Regions from separate parts of the Mus musculus genome. Here region 1 is linked to region 2. Evidence: chromatin contacts called from public Hi-C data. All regions are on one chromosome and are shown on one strand. The core of a region is the stretch at or near the end of the contact, and the rest is flanking DNA. Distances in the headings are between cores, read along the strand shown. Region 1 overlaps Atxn1 (ataxin 1). Region 2 overlaps Gmpr (guanosine monophosphate reductase).

Region 1 (3,538 bases), core at 567-3,066, 39 kb before region 2:
GGAACGGTTGGTTCTCTGAGCAGACCTCAGCAATGATTAAATGGTTATGTTCCCTTGTCAGCTGGTATGAGAGAGGGGACTCTGGGCTGGAAAGATAGCTCACTGGTTAAGAGTTCTAGTTGCTCTTTGCAGAAGACGCAGGGTCAAGTCCCAACAACTCCACTTCCTAGGGAATCTGATTTCCTCTTACGACTTCTGTGGGCAACAGGCACACATGTAGTACACCTGCGTGCAGGAAAAACACTCATACAGATAAAATAAAATAACTAAGTCATTTTAAAGTTAGAGCTTAGCCATCCTCTTTCTTAAGAGTGATTCTCAGAGTCTAGAGATAAAAGGTTGGCACTAATGGTTTTGTTTTTTTTTTTTTTTTTTTTTTAAGACAGCAAAAATTAACAATGCTTTTGATACTTTGGGGGTTTGGCTTTGGTCCGTCCTTACAATGGATTTTAAAACACCGGGTATCGATGATGCTTCGTCCTCCTAATAGGAGAGATTCCTACCGAATAAAGTTACTTACAACATAATTCCTTACCCACTTTCAGTTTTTCTACATCTTCAGGTACATGCTATTTTTAATTTTGTCAGTATGAATAACTTACGTCTTTTGACTTCTGTTTCCCGTGTTTACTGGCTGCCCTGTCAGTATTGGGGGGAGAGGGCTTTTCTTATTGACATAACTCTCATGTTCAGACACTTGAGTGTCCAAAAACCTCCACTATCCTATACACATTTGCATTCTTAGGTTCTATCTGCCTGTTCAAACTCAGGAGGGGGGGGGCAGCTTCTTGGGGCATTTGTCGCTTTGTTCTGGTGATGTTGAAACAAAACAAATGAGAGGGATTAAACCATCCTCACCTTGCCCCAGGTGGGAAGTGGAAAGTGGGGTCTGAAGAGTAAACTACTTATCACACAATCGTGAGGGCGTGAGTCTGTACCTCCAAAACCTATAGAAGCCTGCAGGCCAGCTGGCCTGGTTTACAAAATAGTGATGAGTCACCCTCTGCCCCCATCTCAAGTTAGGTGCAAGGTGAGAACCAACCCCTAAAGTTGTCCTTCGACATCTGCATGCACACTGTGACATGCTAGTCGCACACACACACACACACACACACACACACACACACTAAACTGGATGAGAGCCATTTGGAGTTGTGTGATACAGGGATGAGGAGCTGAGCACAGGATTATGCTGCACTGTGGATCTTGCTGTTGGTTCTACATGGACATTGCTTGAATTGTTAAAGACTGGGAGCTTACAGTATGCGTTTGGTTCTGCTTGGTAAGGGCTTAGAGTTTTCATTTTGATTTGTTTTTTTTTTGTTTGTTTGTGTGTTTCTTTGTTTGTTTGCCTGTTTGCTTGCTTACTTTTTCTGCCCCTTTAGACAGGGTCTTTCTTTGTAGCCCAAGCAGCTGGTCTACAAAGTCTCAACTTTCCTGCCTCAGCCTCCCATGGGCTGAGATTACAGACACTCGTGACCACACCCAGTTTGAGGGTCTGTTCTAAAGTCAGATCATAGGAAAAACAATCTGAGGAGGAAATGTATTCATTCAAGTTCCAACCCCAGAAAAGCAGCTCCCCAGATCAGAGCCTTTGATGTTGTTTCCCTCTGCAGCTTCACCGTGTGGGCAGTGCTCCTATCTCCTGCTGCTACCGTGCTTCACACTGGTCTTCTTGGCAGTCTACCCTGTGCCAGGTAGACATTGCTCACACAAGGGTGGTGACTCAGAATTCAGTGTCTCTCTGAGATGGAGGCAGGGATTGTTCCCGTAAGAGTTCCTGGCATCGCTAGGTTTGGACACGTGGCTGCAATTTGTCTGGCAAATATTTCATCCCCTGCTCATAGTGAGCAGGTCCCTGCTGGGGAGAAGAGGAGGAGATGTGGAGAGAAAATATTCAGAGACAAACTTGGAAGAGAAGGCACGTGGGTGAAGCACGTGCCTAACTTTTATTAAGGAAACTTTCAAAGCCTAGGTTCAACTTTACTTTCATATTCATGTACTTATTTATGCAGCATTTTTATGAGACCGCATTTTATACTGTAGCACAAGGAAGCCTAAAGTTGTGGTCATTTTCCTGCCCCAGTTTTCAAAGTGCTGGAATTACATGAGCCACTATAACAGGGTTTATCTTACATATTATGTTTGGTTTAATAAAAAAAAAACTAGAATAGTTTTTGTAACTATCTCAAAGTCGTCTTACTGTTTCCTTATAAGTGACTGTACATGAAATTCCCTTGAGACTTATAGTGAGAAGAATTATTTTGGGATACTGCTGCTGAGTTGGGGTACATGGGTGTATTGTGGGAGGCACTGTTAGAATAGGGGACACTGCTGTAGATTGAGTGTAGCCCTGAAGCCAAGTGAGTTTGGGTCTGGCATCAAAGCTGCCCAAAGACTCACTGGGCATCTCTATTCAAAACTTGCTCCTTCACAAAACAATTGGGATCTTATTGGACTGAGATAAACTTACTCAAATGACGGGGAATGGTACCAACCTTTCTGTGTAAACAATTTACAGAAATGCATCATCTACCAAAAAATTGGGGGGGGGGGCTGTGATCCTAACTTTTGGGAGGCTGATGCAGGAGGATCATGAATTCAAGCCAGCCTTCATTGCATGGCCAATTTGAGGCCAGCCTGAGCAACAAGAGATGCTGTTAAAAAAAAAAAAAAAAAAAAGTGACCATCCACCCTCCAGGAAGAGAAGAAAGGGGTAGAGGAGAGAGAAGAGGCAGAGAAATGTTTGAGTTGCTCAGTTGCCTGCTCTATTTTGTTAAGAAAGTGCATCTGTGCAGGAGACGTGGCCGGTGGTCAAGACAGCCGCTTACTGCTCTTCTAGAGGATCTAAGTTCCGGTCCTAGCACTCACACTGTGATTCACAGCTGCCAATAACTCCAGTGTCAGGAGACCCAATGCCCTCTTGTGGTCTCTGTAGGCACTGGCACATAGGTGGTGTGCATAAACTCTCACAAGCACCTGCGCAAATAAATAAATCATAAGTAAGCAAATGTTTAAGAAACTTAGTCACTATTACTGGCTCTTTAGACCAGGTAACATTTTATCTATTTTAACACTTAGGCCATAATCTGCTTTTGGAATTCCAACTGAGAGGGTCCCTCTCCTCTTAGTCTTGTTGGTAATAGTGTTTTTGGTGGTTGGTGGGTTGATTGGTTGGTTTGGCTTGGTGGGGTTTCTCTCCCTAGAGCTGACGTTTTGATTTTTTCCCCCCTGTCTTCTCTCTTTCCTTTCCTCATCTCCTCCTCCTCCTCCTCCTCCTCCTCCTCCTCCTCCTCCTCAGAATCCGGAGCTGCCACTGCCAGCCTAAAGAACCCACGGGGAGATGATTCCCCATGAAGGGCCTGGATCCCCTACAGAAATCCAATGTGACTCTCTGTTTATCAGACTAAAACCAGAGCCGGCCAGCCAGTGAAACAGCCACCGTGGAGGGGGGACGGCGAAAAATGAAATCCAACCAAGAGCGGAGCAACGAATGCCTGCCTCCCAAGAAACGTGAGATCCCCGCCACCAGCCGGCC
Region 2 (3,171 bases), core at 74-2,573:
GAAAACGACACCCCTTCGCCATCTTATGGCCCTGCCCCAGTGAAGGGTGACTTTTCCCCAACAGTGGACATATGCTGACTAGGCAGGCAACACGGTCTTATTATACAGTACCCCACTGGCCATATAAGCCCTTCAAATCCTCACCATCATCCAGGGCAAATGTCTTACAGATCACCACCCACACAACCTTCAATGCCCTTCCTGATGCCATGTTCCCCCCACCCTCCTCAGCCCCCCCCCCCACACACACAATGGTTGAGCATGGAAACCTCCCCTCCCTCCACACATGAGGACTCAACTTCCAGGGGGCGCCCAGGATCCTCCCAGCTTTCTCCTGGCTTTCTCACACCCTCAAACTAAACCCCACCTGGTGTGGTTGTGGTGGAATGAATTTGCATTAGGGTGAATAAAAGCCTTGTCCCAGGGTTTGACCTTTACCTTGGAGTGAGGAAGCCACACAACTGTTCCGATTACTCAACCCTGGGCCAAACACAGCCCAGCTTCCATCCATCTGCCTTAATCTCATGCTATACCTACCGTACACCCCATCTCCCTGGACGGAGTCCCCACTCAGCCTAGGGCAGTGCTTCCCAGCCTTCCTAATGTTGTGACCCTGTAATACATTCCCTGATGCTGAGCTGACCCCCAACCATAAAATTATTTCATCGCTACTTCATAACTCTAATTTTGTTACTGTTATGGATCATGACGTAAATATTTGATAGGCAGAATATCTGACATGTGATCCTTGTGAATATCTGATAGGCAGGATTCTTCACATGTGACCACTTCCAAAGGGGTTGTGACCCATAGGTTGAGAACCACTTGCCCAGAACCTGGGGTCAACTTGGCTTTTGCCACCACGTGGATATCTTCCTCCCTTGCCTCCTCCTGCCCCAGTGTCCCATTCAGTCCTGGTTGTGTTCTTTCAGGTCCAGGGAACACCAGTATCCCGATCCTATGTCCCATGTCCCCACTTCTAATCAAGTGAGTACCCACCTACATGTCCCACCTGCTTCTTCTCTTGTCTGCTCCTGTCTCCCTTCCCCTTCCCCTTCCCTCTCCGCGTAACACTCCCTACTCCCACATCTTCCCCATTTTTCAGGGCTCCACCTTAAAATTTCACGGCCCCAGGGAAACTGTGCAGCACACATACATTGTCTTTTGAGGAGTCGGTTTCAGTCATTATCTGTGTGGGAGTGCTGGGGTCTGTTTTCCCTGCTGGGTAGTAAGCTCTGGAGATTTCACACTCCCGTCTGCCTGACACTGAGAAGGGGCCTCATGCACAAGAACACTATAAATAGCATGGAAAGAATGCAGCAACTCAAGCATGAGTGAGTCACCGTCACTCCTGCTCCACCAAAGCTCTCATCCTCCTGCTCCTCCTGCAGGACTTGTGGGGTCCCCTAAGTGCTGCTTTTGGGGCAGCCTGGGGACCGTTTCTCTTGCTCAGAAAGTTATTAACCGCCTAAGTGGGTGGCATTGAGGAAAACCACAGGTAACAGCAGAGCTTGAAGTCTCCCTGTAGGTTAAAAGCCTGCCTGCTTTGTGAGCCGACCGGACCATTTTTCCAATCATTGCGCTCACACAGTCTCCTCCTTATGCTGGGTCACAGCACAAGGGTCCTCTTCCTACAATGGCACACACCTACATGGTCCTTGCATCTGATTCCTGTCTGATTCCTTCTTAAAAGACTGTATTTTGAGGGTAGAAGGCTGTTGCTTTTTAGCGTGTGTGTGCGCGCGCGCATGTGATCTGCTGTTATTTTTTAGTCCCAGATCAAGTGTCTATAGTCTTTCTTCTCTTCACTCTGATGCTAGTATCTGGGTAATGATGCATGTTCAGGGCAGAATGTTAAAACACGGCAGTGAGGATGTAGGCTTGGCTATGGGAAACAGGAAAGCAAACACCTGCCAGTCCCAATAAGAAACTGCAACTCCCAGGTTAAGGCTGGACTGGCTCTAGTTGGTTTCTTCACTCAAGAGGCCTACGGCTAGCCCTAGTGCCTGAGCAGTGCATTAGTATCACATGGGGAGCCAGTGGGCCACAGGTCATGTTCAAATGTGGCCTCTTAGTCACAAGTGTTTAGGGTCCTTCAAACATTCACATGGACGTAGCCATTCTTGTTCATTAACTGTTCTCGTGGATTCCCCACAGACCTTTCTCTTCAAAGTGACCTGTGCAGTCTGCTCTCCCACACTAACACTCTGGTCAGAACCTCACCACACAACCACATGTCTGCTCGTGTAGGAAGAGCCTGGGGTCATCAGAGGGCAGTTCAGTGGCATCTCAGGAGCTTCCCCGGGGAAGATCAGATCTTCCAAAGGAATGAGCCTTGAACCTCTGGGCGAGTACTTTACGGTTCCCATGTAGCCTCCTTCCAGGAGCCCCAAGCCCCAAGGCCCCTGCTCCCCACAGTCAACCCTGCTGTGCTCTTGACAGGTCTCACCTGGTCCGACTCCCACTTTGATGATATCTGCTCCAGAGAGGATGAGCTCTTCCACCATCTCTCCGGTCACCACGTTCCCTGCCTGCGACAGGAAGAACAGGGCTCTCCATCACCAGAAATGACTCTGGGGCAGGTATGGGAGGTCACAGAGTGGCCAGTGGGGAGGTTCACTCCTGACTCCAAGGGCATGTGTGTATTGAGGCTACCACAGTTCCAGGAGACAAAAAGAAAACAGTGCCCCCAATTCTGAAGTTGATTAGGTCTGAGCCTCGATGAATGTGTCCCCGACTTCCATTTCTACTAAATTCCAGCCAGAAGCTGATAGCAGAGACCCCTCTTGAAAAGTCACCTGTGTGAAGTGATTGCATGGAAGCTACAGAAATGTACAAGTTTAGAAACAGAAAATCCATGAGTGTCTAGGTCAGGGCATATGGAACAGCTCAACGCTGATGAGGTCAAAACAAAAATCTTCTATGGGACCCGAAATCCACAAGCAATGGTGCACACTCGGCTGATCAAAAACGCCATTAGCAATGGGCGCAAGGCTACTTAGGCATTTGCAAAAACCCTGGAGGATCTTTACAGAACCTGAAAAGCCATGGTTAAAAAACTGACCTTCTCGTGGTGTCTGGCCCTAGGCTGGGGTTCCCACCTTGGTACGAAAGAGCAGCAGGCCCTGATGGGCCATATGCTACTGGTACAGGCTCTGTCTACAAATGGAG

Evidence for each region. Hi-C and Micro-C count contacts between places; a contact is called where the count stands out from the background.
Region 1: a contact with region 2 is called in a Hi-C map of uterus, with 2.6 times the contacts expected there. The contact joins two enhancer-like sites. A contact is called at or near these places in 4 of 15 datasets of contacts at CTCF or cohesin (the G1E-ER4 cell line, the NIH/3T3 cell line and embryonic stem cells), 59 of 484 Hi-C or Micro-C datasets (the C2C12 cell line, the G1E-ER4 cell line, the HL-1 cell line and 32 more), 7 of 115 datasets of contacts at active chromatin or transcription factors (astrocytes, embryonic fibroblasts, embryonic stem cells and 3 more) and 4 of 9 other capture datasets (adipose tissue, embryonic stem cells, liver and 1 more).

The regions. Positions count from the first base shown.
Region 1 is chr13:45,568,344-45,571,881 of GRCm38.p6, reverse strand. Atxn1 (ataxin 1) reads left to right here. Exons shown (of 8, transcript NM_009124.6): 7 at 3,302-3,538. The coding sequence starts at 3,465. Among named protein-coding and RNA genes, the nearest start is that of Gm34582, 45 kb to the right of the region's middle. Within about 2 kb of position 1,816, at least 38 of the 459 cell types and tissues checked have an H3K27ac peak or open chromatin away from gene starts, as enhancers often do. A contact at or near this core is called in the NIH/3T3 cell line, embryonic fibroblasts and uterus, where this site is marked.
Region 2 is chr13:45,529,068-45,532,238 of GRCm38.p6, reverse strand. It overlaps Gmpr (guanosine monophosphate reductase), which reads right to left. Exons shown (of 9, transcript NM_025508.5): 5 at 2,450-2,531. Among named protein-coding and RNA genes, the nearest start is that of Gm34582, 5.3 kb to the right of the region's middle. Within about 2 kb of position 1,323, at least 91 of the 459 cell types and tissues checked have an H3K27ac peak or open chromatin away from gene starts, as enhancers often do. A contact at or near this core is called in the NIH/3T3 cell line, embryonic fibroblasts and uterus, where this site is marked.